Linked DNA regions of Mus musculus: regions 2, 3, 4, 5 and 6 are each linked to region 1. A link is a contact called in public ChIA-PET and promoter capture Hi-C data. All regions are on one chromosome and are shown on one strand. The core of a region is the stretch at or near the end of the contact, and the rest is flanking DNA. Distances in the headings are between cores, read along the strand shown. Region 1 holds the start of Rpa1 (replication protein A1). Region 2 holds the start of Myo1c (myosin IC). Region 3 overlaps Smg6 (Smg-6 homolog, nonsense mediated mRNA decay factor (C. elegans)). Region 4 holds the start of Crk (v-crk avian sarcoma virus CT10 oncogene homolog). Region 5 overlaps Smg6 (Smg-6 homolog, nonsense mediated mRNA decay factor (C. elegans)). Region 6 overlaps Smg6 (Smg-6 homolog, nonsense mediated mRNA decay factor (C. elegans)).

Region 1 (2,700 bases), core at 187-2,686:
GGCAAGGAGACTGTGAGAAGAGTGTGCTGACTGAAATTGACTAGTTCAGCCAACAAAAGACTATTCCAGGGCTGGTGAGATGGCTCAGTGGGTAAGAGCACCCGACTGCTCTTCCGAAGGTCAGGAGTTCAAATCCCAGCAACCACATGGTGGCTCACAACCATCCGTAACAAGATCTGACTCCCTCTTCTGGAGTGTATGAAGACAGCTACAGTGTACTTACATATAATCAATAAATAAATCTTTAAAAAAAAAAAAGACTATTCCAGTGGGGATGGAAAAGTTAAGTGTGGAGTTAAAATATACTTCAACTGGTGATGGACTAGGTGTCCAGAGTCGGGCAAAAGGATGCTCTGTGGTAGAGGTGCCTGCTGTGTAAGCCCAGCTACCTGAGCTCAATCCACAGAATCCACAGCGGAGTGGGAAGAGAAACAACGTCCCAGAGTTGTCCTCTGGCATCCGACGCACATTCGCCATCCCCAAGATGTCATACATATGTGTACATACTACACACTGGCGCACGCGCACACACACTCTTTTTTAAAATTCAGACTTAGAGGGACATAAAGGATTTGCTCTGATATATGTTCAATTGAAAATGACTTTGAAGATAGAGGGCAGATCGAAGGAAGCTCAGCAGGAAAGAATTAATAACATGCAGGTGAAGGGCTATAAACTAGTCTGCAGAGGGCCTTGGCTCGACAAAAAAATCTATGGGGTTTGCCGGTAAAATAAGGAAAAAGTTGTCAACATGAAACACAGAACACTAGCAAGAGAGGAGTGTTAGCAGAAAGAAGCCAACAAGCTCAAACAATTAGGTCGGCTGAAAAATTTTAAAATGTCTTCTGATTTGGCTACTGGGAAGCCACTGGTGACTTCGGTCAGCGTTTTCTCTCTCGTGACCAGAGAGATGTCTAGTAGCAATAATGAGTTAGGAGGATGTAAAAGAAGTAAAACAGCCGAAAACAAGTCCAAAAAGTTTGGGGTGATGGAGAAAGGGAGGAAACAGAGGCCGCCGAAGATAGACAGCGGCATGTTTATTTGTCTTGTTTTCTTAGATGTAAACAAACTAAAAAAACTCGTGAGTTCTTCTGCCAGTACCGGGTTGCCTCCAGCATCCTCTGATGGTCTTAGAGACCCCGGGATGCTCCCCCGCGGCCGTATAATTTCCTCCCTGACGCTCTCCCGATCGACAGCGGCTCCCTCCCCGGGTCCTCTTTGCACCGCTCCAAGGCCGCGCTGCTAGGGCCATCGAGCCCGCTCAGGGTCGTCTCCTTACCTCGATGGCCCCCTCGCTCAGGTGTCCCACCATGGCTGCACCGCTAACTCCCGCGCTCGCGCTCTTGCACCGCCTGAGCTTCTCTGCCGGGGTCCCGCGGGCTGCTCAACGATTGGCTAGAGCAACTGTGCGTGCCGATCCGCCCCCAGCGTGAGCGCGGTGCGAGGGGCGGGCCTAGACGCCGATAGCCACCGCATTGGCTACCGCGCGGCAGGCAGAGCACGTGACTCTTCCGAGGCCGGGTTCGAGGCCTAGTGGCGGGATGGCGGGACGTGAGGGCGGGGCGCTGGGTCGCAGTGCGCCTGTGTCAGCGCGGTGCTACTGAGTTGTTCCCCCGCCAGCTGTCGGAACTTTGCCCGCCCAGTCCTTTGGCGGACAGACAGAATGGCAACCCAGGGAACAGTCGGAGCTCTCCCCTGGTAACTGCTGCTAAATATAGTCAAAGCAGTGACCTGGGTACTTCTTCACGCAGTGCGTGCCCGGCGCCGGTGCCAGGCCCAGAGCTTGGCACTGTGGGATAAACAAGGTAAATCAGACTCAGTCTCCGCCCTCTTGAGTTCCACCTGAGAGTTGTGGCCGCAAGGAACCCAGCCTCAAGGATGGTAGACGCGATATGGGCCACACATGTGGAGCTCCAGAGTGGGGGTCAAAAATCAATCAGGCTTTCGAGAGGCGATGCGGTTTGAACTGAGTTAAAGTGTGTGTAGAAATTTGTCAGGTGGATTCCAGTGAGGATAGTGATGTTCCTAAAAGCCCAAATGGCCTATGCAAAAGTATTGGAGAGCCTGGCGTGCTGGCTGGCTCTGATCTGTTTGTAATCCCAGCCTTTGGGATGTAGAAGCAGCAAAAGTTCAAGGTCACCCTTAACACCGTTGAGTTCGAGGTCAACCTGAACTAAATGAGACCCTGAAAAATCAAAATTTGGGACCCAGGCGTGGTGGCATTCGAGGTAAAAGCAGGCAGATCTCTGAGTTCGAAGCCAGCCAGGCTAACATAAGATCCGGTCTCAAAAAAAAAAAGTAATAAAAATAAAAAGGGAGAGAGGCTATATGAACTGAAAGAAAGACCTGGAGATCAAAACAGAAAACTGAGCCGTCTAAGAAATGAAAATATTTAACTTCATAGTTGCTGGAGTAAGAAGTCTGGAAAACTTTGGGCAACTAAGGTAAACAGGTCTAGAAAGACTGGAATAGTAGCCATCTACTGGTATTTTGATCTCTGTTTGTACAACCACAACCTACTATAGTTTCTCAAACAGTTCCAAAGAATATGTCTGGGTGAATTGGTACCACACCACAGATTAACTCTCCTTCAGCATATCAACAGCTATAGAAAACCCCAGAAGAAATGATTTTGGTTGCGTGTCACTTGGTAGGATGAAATCTCGATTTTCTAGAACTATGCATTAATAGAAAGCTGAA
Region 2 (2,700 bases), core at 87-2,586, 310 kb after region 1:
CCCCGTCCAAGGGGTGGGGCGCTTTGGTGCTTTGGGTTCTTACTCCCCCTATCCTCCCTAGACCAAGTGTATACCCTCGGTATATGCTTCAGGTTCCTTACAAAGGGCGAGGAATAGATAAGGCACTTGAGAACCCTTTGCAAATGGTAGATATAGGGGCGGACGCTTTCTTCACTAGACAAGAAGATTGGACTCTCCCCCAAGTCCCTCAGTGCGTGTAGAATGAAAGAGGAAGAGGGTAGTAGTGGTGTTGATGGCTTGGTCAGTGCTTCATTTCAGGCAACCCAACAATTCTGGCAAGTATCAGCCAATCGGCCTCTTAAGGCACTTACTCATGATCATCATCCTGCTAGTAAGCAAAGGCCAGGCTGGTTTTGTTGTTGTTGTTTTGTTTTACCGTAGACATCCATATGCCACAAGAGGTGGCAACTGACCCAAAGTCCACTCCACTCCTCTCACACACTCTTCTCGGGCCTAAAAAGGGCTGATGTCGTCAGAGAACCAGCGAGGGTGCTGGACAGACAAGGAAGACAGCTGATGGCCTGTGTTCAGGGAAGAGCGGAGATCCAGAGGGAAGAGAAAGAAGGGAAGAGAGGAGAGGAGCCCATGGGGCAGGGCACTGAGTCCGGAGGATATTCAGGCTGGAACATAAGGTTATTGGCTGCACACGTAGGAAAGTCAGAAGGGTGCTGCCTACTCGGCAAACAGGCTTCTTTAGGGGTCATGCTGGGTCAAAAAGGGCACCCTGCTCTGACCCTAGGATTTGTTTCTTAGCTAGGGAAGAGATCTTTCAAGAGATGTTTCTCTTCTGGCTCTCTTGGCACAAGTTTGTAATCTTAGTACTCAGGAGGCTGAGGCAGGAGGCATCTTGAGTTCCAGGCCAGATTGGGCTCCGTAAAGAGACCCTGTCTCAAACAATTTCTTTTCTAAGGATTTAAAGAATGGAGCCAGTCCTTTGGGAGTGTGTATGGGGGTGGACAGTGTCCCGTACAGAGGCTCCGCCTGTCCCGGGGCGCCGGCCGTATTTGGACATTTCGTTCTATTTTTAACTTTCCCGGGACTCGAGGTTGGGGGTGGGGAGAGAAATCCTGCTTCCCCGGTGACCCACGGGCTTCAGCCCTCGTCTCGCGCGGGGTGTCCAGCCCCGTGCTGTAGACACGAGCCCGGAAGTGAGTTCCGGAGCTGTGTAGACGCGGCGGCCGCGCGGGTTCCGGGCCCCACCCTGGAACTAACGACGTTCCTCCTGGAAAACCTGACTCAGGCGGAGCCCGCGGCACGCAGGAGGCCCCGCCCCTCGCGCGCCCCCTCTTAGGTCCCGAACCCCCTCCCACCCAGCCCGGCCAGGCCGGCTGCAGTGGGTCCTAGGGTCGGGACTCCGAGCCCCCTGAGCCAAGGGGCCTGCAAGGGGCGGTGCAGGGGGCGGGCTGGCCCCTCCCTCGGTTACGCCGCGGCCGAGTACAGACCAAGAGGCGCGGGCAGCGGAGCGGGGCGCCGGGTCCGGCAGGATGCGCTACCGGGCATCGGTGAGCATGGGCGCGGGCAGGTTTGGGGTCCAGGGTATCTCTCGGTGGCCCGCGGCGCTCCAGGGCCGGCCTTGAAGCGGGCGCGGCCCAGGAATTTCGGTGGAAGATGTCCCTGAAAGTTGCTAGAACAGGAGGCCGAGGCGGAGAGGGCTGCAGAACGCTCGAACCCAGGACCATGTGGTCGCCCCTGGTGATGGCTAAGACCCCTCCCACTTGAGGACCAGGGGGCGTTGGCTGCGGTGGTGTTTGGCAGCAGCTTCGGGCTGGGTGGGTCAGGGGTGGGCAGGTCTGAGGGAGACAGGCCCTGGACTTGAGGGGTGACGGAGAAGCAGAGAACTGAGCAACTAGGGCTAGAAACCAGGGTCAGGGGAGACTTGGTGACCTCCCTGGAATTTACAGCGGCTCCCAGTACCTTCCTCTTCCTTGACACCCCCCTACCCCAGCATTTTCTAGATCTGCAGGCCCTCTTTGAAAGGAAAGCTCTGCTTAAGACGCGGCTTGAGGGTCTAGCTAAGCCTGTACCTGCCCCACCCTTGGGTGGCAGCTGGGTTTCCCCTGGGAGAACCCTCCACCTCCTGAGGCTTCTCAACGGTGGAGGAGCTGCGGGAGGAGGGGGGGCGGGGGGGGAAGCCTAGCAGCTGGAGAGGAGGGAGTGGCTCCAGTTGAGGGAGGGCAGGCCACCCGCTTCTGGGGTGGGCATCAAGTCCAGCTGAGGTGGTGGCCCATGGGGAAACCCTCTCCTAGGACGTGAGCTCTGGCTTGATCCCTAAACAACTTCTACTTCTGGGAATTTGGGGTGGATGGGAGTTGGAGAGATGGCCCCTCCCTGTCTGCAGAATTCCCTCTGAACCGTTTGTCCTCCAAAGCACCTGTAACACGTAGCTGGGATTTGAGGTCACCTGAACTAACCCACTCCTGTTCTCTGAAGAGGAAGCAGTCCTGAGAAAGGAGGAGGTTTGTCCAAGGTCAACACCAGCATTCTTTCTGCCGTTCCTAGGAGCTCCTTGTCATGTCCCACCTTCCTCAACTCAAAATGCCGCTGCCCTGGATTCCATGCAGTCGTTCAGTGTCTGCTGGGCCCTTTGTGCTCCTATGGGCTGTGTGCATGGTCCATATGTCCCATAGGGTCTCTTATCTGCATTCCAGCATCCTGCAACCCAGCCATATGTCCGGAACA
Region 3 (2,835 bases), core at 115-2,614, 390 kb before region 1:
CTCTTTCTCTCTTTCTTTCTTTCTTTCTTTCTTTCTTTCTTTCTTTCTTTCTTTCTTTCTTTCTTTCTCTTTTTTGTTTTTTGAGACAGGGTTTCTCTGTGTAGCCCTGGCCGTCCTGGAACTCACTCTGTAGACCAGGCTGGCCTCGAACTCAGAAATCCTCTGCCTCCCAAATGCTGGGATTAAAGGTGTGGGCCACCATGCCTGGCTGAATTTTCTTGTTTTTAAATTTTTAAAAAATTATACAGATGACATTTTTTCTTCAGACCCATCATTTCTCTCACTTTTCAGTGTCCCTTGTACAGTTGTGTGCTAAACTGCTGCTGCCGCTGCTGCCACTGCCATAATGTTAAAGAAAGCTGCTGTGTGGGTGGCACACAGGCATTGCCCTCCCCCTCCCAGCCACCCAGGACAACTATAGGTCAGAGCCTTAGGTTTGAAGCCTGGTCATATGGTACATCAGGTCATATGGTACATTTTGGAGTGCATTCTAGTTGTTGGGCATAGATCATGGTAAATTAAGTTTGCAGTTTCAGAACTCCTGTCAGGATGAAGGAGCAGAACCAGTGTTTACCCTCATTTCCTCTGGACAGTGTAGAATGTTAGAGAAAAATTTCATCTCTGGGTTTGCTAGTAAGCAGATGTTTCATGTCTGATAACCCAGTTTCTTTGTTGCTCTGTAATTATGTGATCCTGGTAGAGAAAGACGAATTGTTGGTTTCCTGGGTGTAAGGATTGCATGTTTGGTTGGCTTTGGTCCTTTTGTTTGTTTTGTTTTATTTTCATCAGGGTTGCCGTGAGTTGATTTCATGTCAGTTCCCATTTCACTTTTCTAGTTTGTAGTGTGAACCTCATGTTCTACTCCTTCACCTCAGAATCAAGTTTTAAAGTTGCTTCATGAGTGGAGATTAGGCAATAAGCCTGCGAGAGTTCATGGCAGCCTCCTTCCTATAGGACAAGGCTGCAGGTTGGCTCTGCTTTTCATAGGCTCTAGGAACAGTTCAGCTAGACTGCTGTTAAAGTTATAAGCAGGATTGGAGGTTTTCAAAGGATATAAACTGCTTTGTGTGGAGCAGCTCCTAACAAATCAGGCCTAAAGGCAGCCTCCTAGACTGTTGGACTGTGGGGCTGAGGTCTTTGTTTCTGTGGTTGACTGCAGTGAAGTTTCTCAGAGCATACTGGCCCTACCTTCAGACCTGTGGCAGCCCTTATGACCTCGGTCACCAAACCACTTCAGGGCTTTATTTTTATCCTGGCCTTTGGTTTTAAGATAGGAGGTTGGTTTTTTTCCTCTAAAGTTCTCTGGGGAAGAAACAGTGCCAGGGTGCAGTAGAGGCTGGTTAAACACCAAAACCACACTCTTCGTGTTTCTGGGCTTGAGACGTGACATAAGCTGTGCCACAAACACCAGCTTCCACGCTATGAAGAAGCTTCCGTTCATTCGCTTGTTTTGTACTTTTAGACAAGTAAAATGGTGTAGGAGGCAAATGTGCCCCTTCCCAGACACCACTAGATAGAATGCTAAGAGGGGACATTTTAAAAATCCAGCATTTTCCAACTTTAGTTTTTTCATCTTCTCCAAGGGTAATGGTGAGAACTCTCACAACTTACTAGGTCTCAGGAAGCCAGATTACCAACATATCCTGTTCGCGTGCATGTGTGTGTTCTGTTACCCACAGGCCACTTTCCACCCCACATGACCTTCAGTTACCATCCGGAAAGTCGGACCCAGATACCAGTCAGAATTTCCAAGCTTTGGTTTAATTTAGACATTTTAGAAATAGTAATGACAGTAATTGTAAAGAGAAGTCACTTGAGTAACATACAGAACAAGTATAAACAATACATCCTGAAGGAGGAAGGAGTGAGGTGGTGCGCTTTTCCAGTAATGTGCTTAAAAGTTAGCATTCAGGCCGGGTGGTACGCACGCCTTTAATCCCAGCACTCGGGAGGCAGAGGCAGGCGGATTTCTAAGTTCGAGGCCAGCCTGGTCTACAGAGTGAGTTCCAGGACAGCCAGGGCTACATAGAGAAACCCTGTCTCGAAAACCAAAAAAAAAAAAAAAAAGAATAAAAGAAAAAAAAAGCATTCAGAAGAAAACATGAAGCAGCTAAAATGTTCAGAGGAAGAGAAAGTAATCAGAGAACAATTTGGTTACAAATCAAACACATTTTTAAATTTTGGGGTCTTAATTTAAATTACTTTTTTATTTTTCCATTTCGTGTGTGTGTGTGCTCGCGTGCCTATGGAGGTCCAAGAACATCTTCTGGGAGTTGGTCTCTCTTTTTGTCACGTGGGTCCCAGGGATTGAACTCAGGTTGTCAGGCTTAGGGCAAGCCTTTGTCTGCTAACCTGTCTTCCCAGCCCCAATTCTTAGGTATTTAAACTTTTGTTATTTAAAAAGTATTTTTAGAGATTTAAAAAAATTATTTGTAGTTGTGCATATATGGGTATGGATATATATATATATATATATATATATATGTATATATATACATATATGTACACACACACACACACACACACACACACACACACACACGATGAGTCCAGATGCTGGCGAGGCCAAGAGGTATCAACGATCCTGGAACTGGAGGTGTAGGAAGTTATTAACTGCCAAATATGGGTGCTGGGAACCAAATTTGGGTCTTAACATCTGAGCCATTTCTCTAGTCCCATTAAATATTTTTAAATGAATTTTATGTGTATGGGCATTTTGTTTGAATGGCCAGAATAGGGCATCAGAGTGTCTGGAACTGGAATTACACACTCGTGTGAGCCACCAAGTGGATGATAGGATCTAAACCTAGGTTGTCAATAGCCAGTAGTCTTAAG
Region 4 (2,700 bases), core at 52-2,551, 330 kb after region 1:
TAGTCATTTGCCCCAAAGGGCCAGAATTTACACTGGATGGCTTCTGCTGCTAGTTCCTGGTGACTAAGCTAGATCAAGATGAGTCACTGGTAACAAGGAAGGGGCCCTTTTCCCTGCTGTCTCTCCCAGGGCTGGCCCAGACTATGGGTGGGAGCTCTGGAAGGCCGGAGCTATTGACTAGGCTAAGGATAACTTTGGTTTTGTAGTGAGACCGGGTCTCACTATATACAAAACACAGTAGTAACAGCTATGCAATGGTGGCACACACCTTTAATCCCAGCACTGGGAGGCAGAGGCAGGTGGATCTTTGGGTTCGAGGTCAGCCTGGTCTATAAAGTGAATTCCAGGATAGCAAGAGCTATACAGAGAAACCCTTCCCTCCCCCATTTTTTTATTAATTTTTTGAGATAGATGAAGATGATCATGAAGGAAGTAAAAGTAGGAGATACACCTGGCTACAACTGAGAGTTTAAAAAAAAATCTGGCTGGTGGATATGGGAGCCCCAATAGAGAGAACTCCATTTTTTTTTTTTTTTTTTTTTGGCCTGGCTGGGCATTTTGTTTTCTTTGCCTTGAGTACCCTTCCCCACTTCATTTAACATCCTACCATTCACCCTAGGTCATCTTATCTGTGGACCCCTTCCTCTTATTTGTTTTGGTTTTATAATACAGGGCCTCAGACTCACAGGGATCCTCCTGTCTCAACTCCTGAGAGGTTGGGATAACTGTCATGAGTCACTTTACCCAGCCCTTGGGTCTCTCCAGGACTACTTAGTTGATTTCCTTGTGTTTCTGCCCCCCCCCCGCCCCCATAGCAGATGTTGTTTCCTGGTCCCTCCCATAGGTGTGTGAATTCAGTGACTTAAAGCCAGTCTGGGTCAGCACTGCACCTGCGCGGCAAATGCGGTATCTGTGGCTGCTCATAGATAACAAGAACTTCAGCTGACCTCGGGGGAAACCGAAGGAAACACGGGGAAAAGACCAGCAAGTCAGGGAGCTTTGAGGGCGACTATCATCCTCGGACCACATCATCTTTTTTAACTTCAGTCCTTTTCTTGGTGTTGCTACTTGTAGGTTCTGGGAGAAAAGACCGGCCGCTACCAATCTGTCAAACACGGATCAGTCAATTTGTAGGTTGAGGCTCCGCCCCTTAGACCTAGACTCCGCCTCCCCATCCTCCGCGGTTGGGGTCTGGGCCTGGCGGCGACGCCCAGGACGCCGCATGCGCACTGAGGGCCCCAAGGACTCCGTTTCCCTTCTCCCAATGGCGGGCGTCGGTCCCCTTCCCGGCAGCCTCCCTCGGGTAGAGGGCGCGTCATTTCCGGTGGGGAAGGCCCGCGGCCGCCGCCGCCATTTCGGGCGCTGCTGGGAGGCTGACACCGGAGCCGGTCCGCTGGGCGGCGGGCGCCAGGGCTGGAGGGGCGCGCGTGCCGGCGGCGGCCCAGCGTGAAAGCGCGGAGGCGGCCATGGCGGGCAACTTCGACTCGGAGGAGCGGAGTAGCTGGTACTGGGGCCGCCTGAGCCGGCAGGAGGCGGTGGCGCTATTGCAGGGCCAGCGGCACGGGGTGTTCCTGGTGCGGGACTCGAGCACCAGCCCCGGGGACTATGTGCTTAGCGTCTCCGAAAACTCGCGCGTCTCCCACTACATCATCAACAGCAGCGGCCCGCGCCCTCCAGTGCCTCCGTCGCCCGCTCAGCCTCCGCCGGGTGAGGGACAGGCGGGTGGGAGGCCCGGGCGGGGGTGAGGGCCGTAGAACCCTGGTCTGCTGCAGGAGGGACGTGGGCAGAGAGGGCTAGAGTGAACCTGGCGGGGGAGCTGTCTTCTGAGCAAGCTGGTTCCCACCGATGAGCGGGATTGTGGGGGAGGAGGAGCTGCTCACCGAGGCCTCTGGGTGTGCCTTGGGAGCCGGGGAAGGGGAACTGCTGCGGCCCCGGGGTGGGGCTGGGCGCCAGGGTCAGGCCCAAGGGCAGGGCAGGGCTAGGCAACTTGGGGACAATGAGTTAATGGGGATGTTACGGGGACATCATTTGGCAGTGGTACTCAGAATGGCTCTGCTAATCCTACAAGTGGCTTTTAGGCTTGAAACGTTTCCTGCAGTGTTAGAGCCGGGTTTGGCCATACTCCCCTGGTGGCCTTCGGTAGGAAGTCACCACGTACTGACTGGCTGGCTGGGAGGGATGGAGACACCCTCAGGAAGCCGGTCAGCTTTTTCCTTTCTTGGGCATTTTTCCAAAATATCTTTACCGTGCTCTTCCCTTGTGGAAGGTGGTGAACTAAGTGACTTGGTGATAGAAAAAAAATCCTTCTGTGACCAGCCCCGCGTAATTGAAGCCTAGCAGGCAAATTGTGTCCAAGAGGTTTTAAGTGTCCAAAAAAACTGCCCGCTGCAACTAGAGTTTCTAGTTTCAAAGTGATTAGTGGAGGAAGATTTTTTTCCTTTAGAAAACAAACAAACAAACAAACAAACAGGCATAAGCCAGTGAGAACAACCTTGGAAGTGAATGGCACTTCATTCTCCCTGGATTTACTTAAAAAGTGTCAGACACGTACTTCTGGGTCTTTTCTTGCTCTCTAAGTTGGTGTTGTGGTCAAAATCTTCCAGGATATGAGAACAGACCTGGCTAGCAGATAAACACCAAGAATAATTATCCCACTGTTTCCTCGTCAAGGACCATTGAGTTTTAACTGTCTTAGCTGTC
Region 5 (2,840 bases), core at 324-2,823, 340 kb before region 1:
TCCCCACTCTAGTTTTGTTGAGACACTGTCTCACTGTAGTTCAGGCTGGCCTTGAAAATCTGATCCCCTGCTTCAGCAGTCTCGAGTGCTGGGATTACAGACACATAATTGCCATCCCCAGCAGATACTACATTTTGTAAGAAACTACAAAGCTGTCTTCAAACCTGTCTTATTGTAAATTGCATTTTGTTGACTATTAGGAAGAATGACATTTTCCCCCAAGTTTTATTAGCCATTAAAGGTTCTCTATATAGCCTTATCTATAGCCTTGTAGACCTTACATCGGTTTACTTGAGCAGACAGTAAGTATAACAAGAGCTTGCTATACTCATTGGTTGGTTTTCATTTATTAGTATGGGGGAGTGTGTGACATTGATGTACAGGTGGGGGGACAACTTTGGAGGGGATTCTGTCCTCCCACTTTCATGTGGGCTCTGGGAATTGGTTGGTTTTCATATATTATTATGGGGGAGTGTGTGACATTGATGTACAGGGGTCAGGCTTGCATCACAAGAACCTTTATCCTCTGAGCCATCTTTGCTGACCTCATATTGGTAATTTCTTGTTTGTATTTGCATTTTTAAAATTATTTACTCCTACCTCCAGCATGATTACAGAGACAGATGAACTGAAGTGGTGAGGGAGTGAAGAAAAGATAGACATATAGACACATGTACAGGAAAGCTGGGGTAAGGTGGTCCTGGGTATTTCTGATGGAGAAATCACAGCACCCAGAAGTTATCGTGCATATATAGATTTGAATGGGGAGGTTGGGTTATTATGTACAGCTGAACAAGGCCATTACACAGAGATAAACCAGGAGGCAGGGTTTACGGTATACAAATAGATCAAGGAGACATGATTAGCCAATCTTGGTAGGAACAGGTATCTTTGTAGGTAGGGGAGCAGTCATCAATCAGGCTGTAAACATCACAGGAAGGGAGCTCTGGTGAACAGTTTCTGCAGCTGATATAAGTATCCACATTCAGACCCCTGAGGAAGGCTTTGCTATTTCCCTCTGACCTTCACCTTCAGCTCCTGCCCTTGGGAGTGGGGGAATTTACCATATTCTAATTAGTCTGAGGTCTTTGACATAGCCAGTTTATGTCAACAATACAACATTCTTAGGGTTTCTTCTACTCTCCACAATTTATTTATTTATTTATTTATTTATTTGTGTGTGAATATATATGCATGTGTGGAAACCAGAAGATACTGGATCTTCAGAGGTGGAGTTACCGTAGTTTTTGGGTCACCTGGTTTGTTATGTAGTGTTGGGCTCTGAGATCCAGTCTCATGATTCCCAGTGCTCTTTAACCCAGTCTGATCTGTTGGGGGGACTGGAGCAGATCTTGCCTTGGTGATATCTGTTCTCAGCATTTTGACCTTCTTCTTGTCCCCTAAAGACAGCAGTGTGTTACTGAGAGAGGGAAATACGTCTGTGTGCTAGTCCTTTAAGAGAAAACCTAGCGGAAGTGATGTGCAGAGAACATCTGCACTTGGGGCTGAGTGGGGAAAGCGAGATGCGCTGCAGCTGGTGTAAGGCCCTGGCAGGCTGAGGCGCTGCTGTCTGTTGGGGTTTACTTCTGTCTACATTGAAACATGGCTTGGGAGGGGGTGGTGGCCTGCCGCCAGCCTCAGTTAGCCTGCCCTCCTCTTTCCTCCTCACCCACTTCCCCCAGCCTCCCCTCCCTCATGCTTTAAAGTCACATTTCCAGGCCAGACGTAGAATTAATCTCTGGGCACTTCACATTGCTGGCAGCTGAAAGCAGGATGTGGGATTTTTTTTTCTTTCTTTCTTTTTTTTTTCCTCTCTCTTTCTCTCTGTGTCTTGGCTGACTTTTTTACCTCTCGAAGAATTTGGAAGGCCGTGAGATTCCCCCCCCCCCCCCAAAGTACTGTGGAGTTTTTCAGCTTGCTGATCACCCTGCTGCGGCTTCACCCTAATAGACTTCATATGTTGATGCAGTTGACATCAGTATCAAACTATTTTACATGTGATCTGGTGTATTTCCTGAGGAAATCTGCAAGATATTTATTAAGAACTAATAAAATAAACCTCTCCATGAGTTTTTAGGTAGTTTTCAATTTTTCATGTCGCTCTCGTTTCCTCTTATCAATGAGTTGCTATTTTCTCTCTCTACTCTGACCATTGCAAAAGGAAACAAAAATAAATGTTTTAAACTGTTCCTGAAGGGACAGGAGAGAATAGTTCTGCCATGATGTATCAGCTAGGGCTGTATTTTTAGTGCAGCATTGTAGAAACTAAAAATATCCTGTTATAGTGGATCCTTTTTATAGGTCTCTTTTGCTCTGTCTCGTTCTCTGTGTGTGTGTGTATGTGTGTGTTTATAATGTTGTAAGCACAAGTGCCTTTGTGCATCAGCAGCCGCTCTTCTCATTACAGCTGGACTCCATTAGTCCTTGAAAATTAATGTAATCCTAGTTAAGAAAAAAATTAATTACTCTACCAGAGCTGTGTTTCATCCAAAGCTAGTGTTAGCTCCCTAGCTGGCAGCTTAGTTTGAGAGGCTCCAGGGACCCATGGAGTTGTGGCTTTGGTATCATAGCATTTGCTGCTGTGTTTTTCCTGTTGAGAGCATTCCTCACTTCTTAAGGGTTACACATGTGGCATGCAGAGTGACTGCAGACCCCTCTGCCTCTGTGAATTACTGTTCCCGTCTGGTCATCCCCAGAAGGAATGTCCACCACAGGCTTAACTCACCTGCCTCTGCTGGTTTTCTTCCTGGGTTTCTTTATGACAGAGTTGTTTTCTCATGTGCCCTGCAGAAGAAAAAAACCTTTGTGAAAGTCTTAAGAGGTGGGCAAAATCTGCCAAG
Region 6 (2,700 bases), core at 166-2,665, 370 kb before region 1:
GGAGTTGCTCCTCCTCTTCTACCATGTGGGTCTTGGAGATTGAACTCGGATTGCCAGGCTTGGAGTCAAGTGCCTTTACCTGCAAGCCATCTTGCTGATCCACTAGTTAATTCCCCACTTGAAATAAAAATTTCTTTAAAATTTTAAAAAAAGTCTTGAGGCAAGGTCTCACTGTGTAGCCCTGCTTCTCCTGGAGCTCTCTATAGAATAAGCTTGCCTTCGCCTCCGAGATCCACCTGCCTCCCACGGCCTGCTGGGTTGTGTGCAGCACCACTCTCAGCAGCAGGCAACAACTTCAGCCCTCCCTCCTGGCAGACCACAGGGTACTGTTTCTAGGACATCGGGGAGATAGTGATATTGAGTCTTGAAATTTCCCTGCTTGGGGCTGCAGAGATGGCTCAGTATCGACTGCTCTTCAGAGGCCCTGAGTTCAATTCCCAGCAACCACTTGATGACTCACAACCATCTGTAATGGGATCCACCGCCCTCTTCTGGTGTGTGTGAAGACAGCTACAGCATACTCATATACATAATGCAAATAAATCTTTTTTTTTAATTGTCTCTTCTTCCTTTGGAGTTCAATTTTACTCCCCAGCCCTCTCTTTATTTTCCCAAAGGAATTATCTCAGTTTAGATTGAGAAAGATTTTGTAGAATCTTTGATTCAAGATTGCAAACTGGTGGCTCATAGGCTACATGTGGCTAACAATTGAATTCGGAACTTAGCTAATGTTAAATATTTTTTATTTGTATCTAGTACTTAAAAAGCCAGAGCGGGCTGGTGAGATGGCTCAGCGGTTAAGAGCACTGACTGCTCCTCTAAAGGTCCTGAGTTCAAATCCCAGCAACCACATGGTGGCTCATCCATAATTGACAGCTACAATGTACTTACATATAATAAATAAATAAATCTTTAAAAAAAAAAAGCCAGAGCACTTTACATTAAAAACAAAACAAAACAAAACAAAACAACAACCCATATTTCATTTCCCAGCTTGGTTCTACATAGAACATTTGTTGGGACTAGAGAGTAACAGTCAGAGGTTCCTGTTGTCACCACCAACCTACTTTATGCCTGTCCTCTGTAGATACCCTAATCTTCAGCTCCAGATTCAGAACTGAACTCCAATTTCAAGTCAGTAAAGTATTGGAAGAGCCGCCTTAGTGATAAATACCTTAACCTTAGCTGTCAGAGGCCTGCTTTCCTACATAGGTAGAAAAACAGTTCATAAGTACGATCAGGAATTTCTCTAAAGTTGTTGTTACTCTATCTCTGTCAGAATTTAATTTCAGTTATTACGGAGCCAGGAGTGGCTTCTCATCCTATAGAGAGGAAGAGACATCACCCTCTGTAAACCTGCTCAGTTCAGATTCACGGCTTCCATGTCTGCACAAGGGTGCCACTGCCAGCAGAGGGTGCTGTCCACTCACTGAGTCTTGTGTTATCCTGGCTCAGCTGGAAGGCAGCTGTTGGGCATGTGCCCTGGGTCTGTGTGAGAGTTTGGGCATGTCCATTTGGTTCCCATCCCCAGTGCCCACCCCTTTAGACCCTGGCCAGGTTATTGTGTCACTGGGGACTGTATTCAGTAACAGGAAACTGGGGAAAGTTAATTGTTTTCTCCTCTCCCTTTTTCCCATGCAGCTGAACAAAAGGTTCATCCTCAGTTTTCTCCATGCCCATGGGAAGCTGTTTACCCGGATTGGGTAAGTGTGCAGGATGTTTATTTTATTTCCCTACATTACAAGTCATTTTGGAATTTAATATTGTTAGCAACTAGCCTGTGTTTGTAACTGAGGGCACAGGGTGTGAATTCTTAGAGGCCTCCACCTTCTCTTCATTCTCTTTCCTACTGTGTTCATAAAATTTGAGATATATCACTATCTTTGTCTTTCCTTTTTTTCCCTTTCTTTTCTAAAGCCATTCTTTTAGGACAGTCTTTCCCAGTCCCCTCTTCTTGTCCTCCTGGGTTCTGTTGACTCTGTCTTCCTGCTTAACTCCCAGGAAGTCTGAGATAGTCGTGCTACATCCTTGGGTGCAGCTTCCAGGGGTCCTCCTTGGGGAAAAATTATCTCCTAATCTTTCCTCAATAACAGAGTAACATTTTCCTTCCTCTGTGTTCTTCTGACCCATCCAACTTCCTATGCACTCAGTCCCTTGTGCCACATTGCTGATCTCAGTAAATCTCTGTAAGCCCCAGGGAAGGCAGTGTGTGCAAAGCCTTAGGGCTTTCTCCCTTGAGTTCCTGGGAAGAGTTTGAATGTTCCTCTTGGGCATCAGAAGAGTTTTCCTGGCAATATAAAAGCTGCACAGTGCCTTCAGTGTCAGAGGAGATGTGTGCTGAGTGTCTCTGTGCAGGGCCTCCTTGGGTAAGGGACATCAATGTGAAGAAGCAGCATCCCTTCTATAAAGGTGCACTGCTCAATTGGCTTTGGGTTTTTGAGACAAGGTCTCTTCTGTGTAGCCCAGGCTGGGTTAGAACTTGGCAACTTTCCTGCCTCAGCTTTCCAAGTGCTGGAATTCCCAAGAGTACCACTGTGCTTGGGTTCCTGTTGGCTTTCAATCTTTTTTGAATATTGGTTTTATTGTGAGCTGCCCTTAGAGGTGATTGGCTTCACATTGCAAATCTCCTGTTATGGCATTTTCCTTTTTCTTCAATGCCATGAACTTGTAAGGTTCCCTGTAATTATATAGGTTTTCTGC

What was found. Promoter capture Hi-C pulls out the DNA fragments that hold promoters and counts their contacts. ChIA-PET counts read pairs in DNA pulled down with a chosen protein or histone mark.
Region 2: a contact with region 1 is called in an RNA polymerase II ChIA-PET map of memory CD8 T cells, with 47 read pairs. The contact joins the promoter of Myo1c here to the promoter of Rpa1 in region 1. A contact is called at or near these places in 5 of 39 promoter capture datasets (the C10 cell line, liver, neural stem cells and 1 more), 1 of 484 Hi-C or Micro-C datasets (CD8 T cells), 3 of 115 datasets of contacts at active chromatin or transcription factors (large pre-B cells, memory CD8 T cells and pancreatic cancer cells) and 2 of 9 other capture datasets (adipose tissue and pancreatic islet).
Region 3: a contact with region 1 is called in an RNA polymerase II ChIA-PET map of memory CD8 T cells, with 182 read pairs. The contact joins the enhancer-like site here to the promoter of Rpa1 in region 1. A contact is called at or near these places in 16 of 39 promoter capture datasets (the 3T3-L1 cell line, the C10 cell line, the HPC-7 cell line and 10 more), 8 of 115 datasets of contacts at active chromatin or transcription factors (the SCID.adh cell line, T-cell acute lymphoblastic leukemia, bone marrow-derived macrophages and 4 more) and 3 of 9 other capture datasets (adipose tissue, liver and pancreatic islet).
Region 4: a contact with region 1 is called in an RNA polymerase II ChIA-PET map of memory CD8 T cells, with 25 read pairs. The contact joins the promoter of Crk here to the promoter of Rpa1 in region 1. A contact is called at or near these places in 6 of 39 promoter capture datasets (embryonic stem cells, hematopoietic stem and progenitor cells, hippocampal neurons and 2 more), 2 of 484 Hi-C or Micro-C datasets (B cells and uterus) and 2 of 115 datasets of contacts at active chromatin or transcription factors (effector CD8 T cells and memory CD8 T cells).
Region 5: a contact with region 1 is called in an RNA polymerase II ChIA-PET map of memory CD8 T cells, with 146 read pairs. The contact joins the enhancer-like site here to the promoter of Rpa1 in region 1. A contact is called at or near these places in 1 of 39 promoter capture datasets (liver), 2 of 115 datasets of contacts at active chromatin or transcription factors (embryonic stem cells and memory CD8 T cells) and 2 of 9 other capture datasets (adipose tissue and liver).
Region 6: a promoter capture Hi-C map of stem cell-derived epiblast-like cells shows a contact between it and region 1, with 3 times the contacts expected there. The contact joins the enhancer-like site here to the promoter of Rpa1 in region 1. A contact is called at or near these places in 17 of 39 promoter capture datasets (the 3T3-L1 cell line, 3T3-L1-derived adipocytes, the C10 cell line and 12 more), 5 of 115 datasets of contacts at active chromatin or transcription factors (the SCID.adh cell line, astrocytes, bone marrow-derived macrophages and 2 more) and 2 of 9 other capture datasets (adipose tissue and pancreatic islet).

The regions. Positions count from the first base shown.
Region 1 is chr11:75,346,947-75,349,646 of GRCm38.p6, forward strand. It overlaps Rpa1 (replication protein A1), which reads right to left and starts at 1,437. Exons shown (of 17, transcript NM_026653.2): 1 at 1,280-1,437. The coding sequence starts at 1,312. It overlaps Smyd4 (SET and MYND domain containing 4), which reads left to right and starts at 1,487. Exons shown (of 11, transcript NM_001102611.1): 1 at 1,487-1,805.
Region 2 is chr11:75,654,679-75,657,378 of GRCm38.p6, forward strand. It overlaps Myo1c (myosin IC), which reads left to right and starts at 1,337. Exons shown (of 32, transcript NM_001080775.1): 1 at 1,337-1,523. The coding sequence starts at 1,506.
Region 3 is chr11:74,958,792-74,961,626 of GRCm38.p6, forward strand. All of the region lies in intron 8 of Smg6 (Smg-6 homolog, nonsense mediated mRNA decay factor (C. elegans)), which reads left to right. Among named protein-coding and RNA genes, the nearest start is that of Srr, 34 kb to the left of the region's middle. Within about 2 kb of position 1,365, at least 73 of the 459 cell types and tissues checked have an H3K27ac peak or open chromatin away from gene starts, as enhancers often do. A contact at or near this core is called in the SCID.adh cell line, T-cell acute lymphoblastic leukemia, adipose tissue and 2 more, where this site is marked.
Region 4 is chr11:75,677,958-75,680,657 of GRCm38.p6, forward strand. Crk (v-crk avian sarcoma virus CT10 oncogene homolog) reads left to right here and starts at 1,302. Exons shown (of 3, transcript NM_133656.5): 1 at 1,302-1,707. The coding sequence starts at 1,467.
Region 5 is chr11:75,011,583-75,014,422 of GRCm38.p6, forward strand. All of the region lies in intron 10 of Smg6 (Smg-6 homolog, nonsense mediated mRNA decay factor (C. elegans)), which reads left to right. Among named protein-coding and RNA genes, the nearest start is that of Srr, 87 kb to the left of the region's middle. Within about 2 kb of position 1,574, at least 205 of the 459 cell types and tissues checked have an H3K27ac peak or open chromatin away from gene starts, as enhancers often do. A contact at or near this core is called in adipose tissue, liver and memory CD8 T cells, where this site is marked.
Region 6 is chr11:74,980,211-74,982,910 of GRCm38.p6, forward strand. Smg6 (Smg-6 homolog, nonsense mediated mRNA decay factor (C. elegans)) reads left to right here. Exons shown (of 19, transcript NM_001002764.2): 9 at 1,642-1,703. Among named protein-coding and RNA genes, the nearest start is that of Srr, 56 kb to the left of the region's middle. Within about 2 kb of position 1,416, at least 46 of the 459 cell types and tissues checked have an H3K27ac peak or open chromatin away from gene starts, as enhancers often do. A contact at or near this core is called in adipose tissue and stem cell-derived epiblast-like cells, where this site is marked.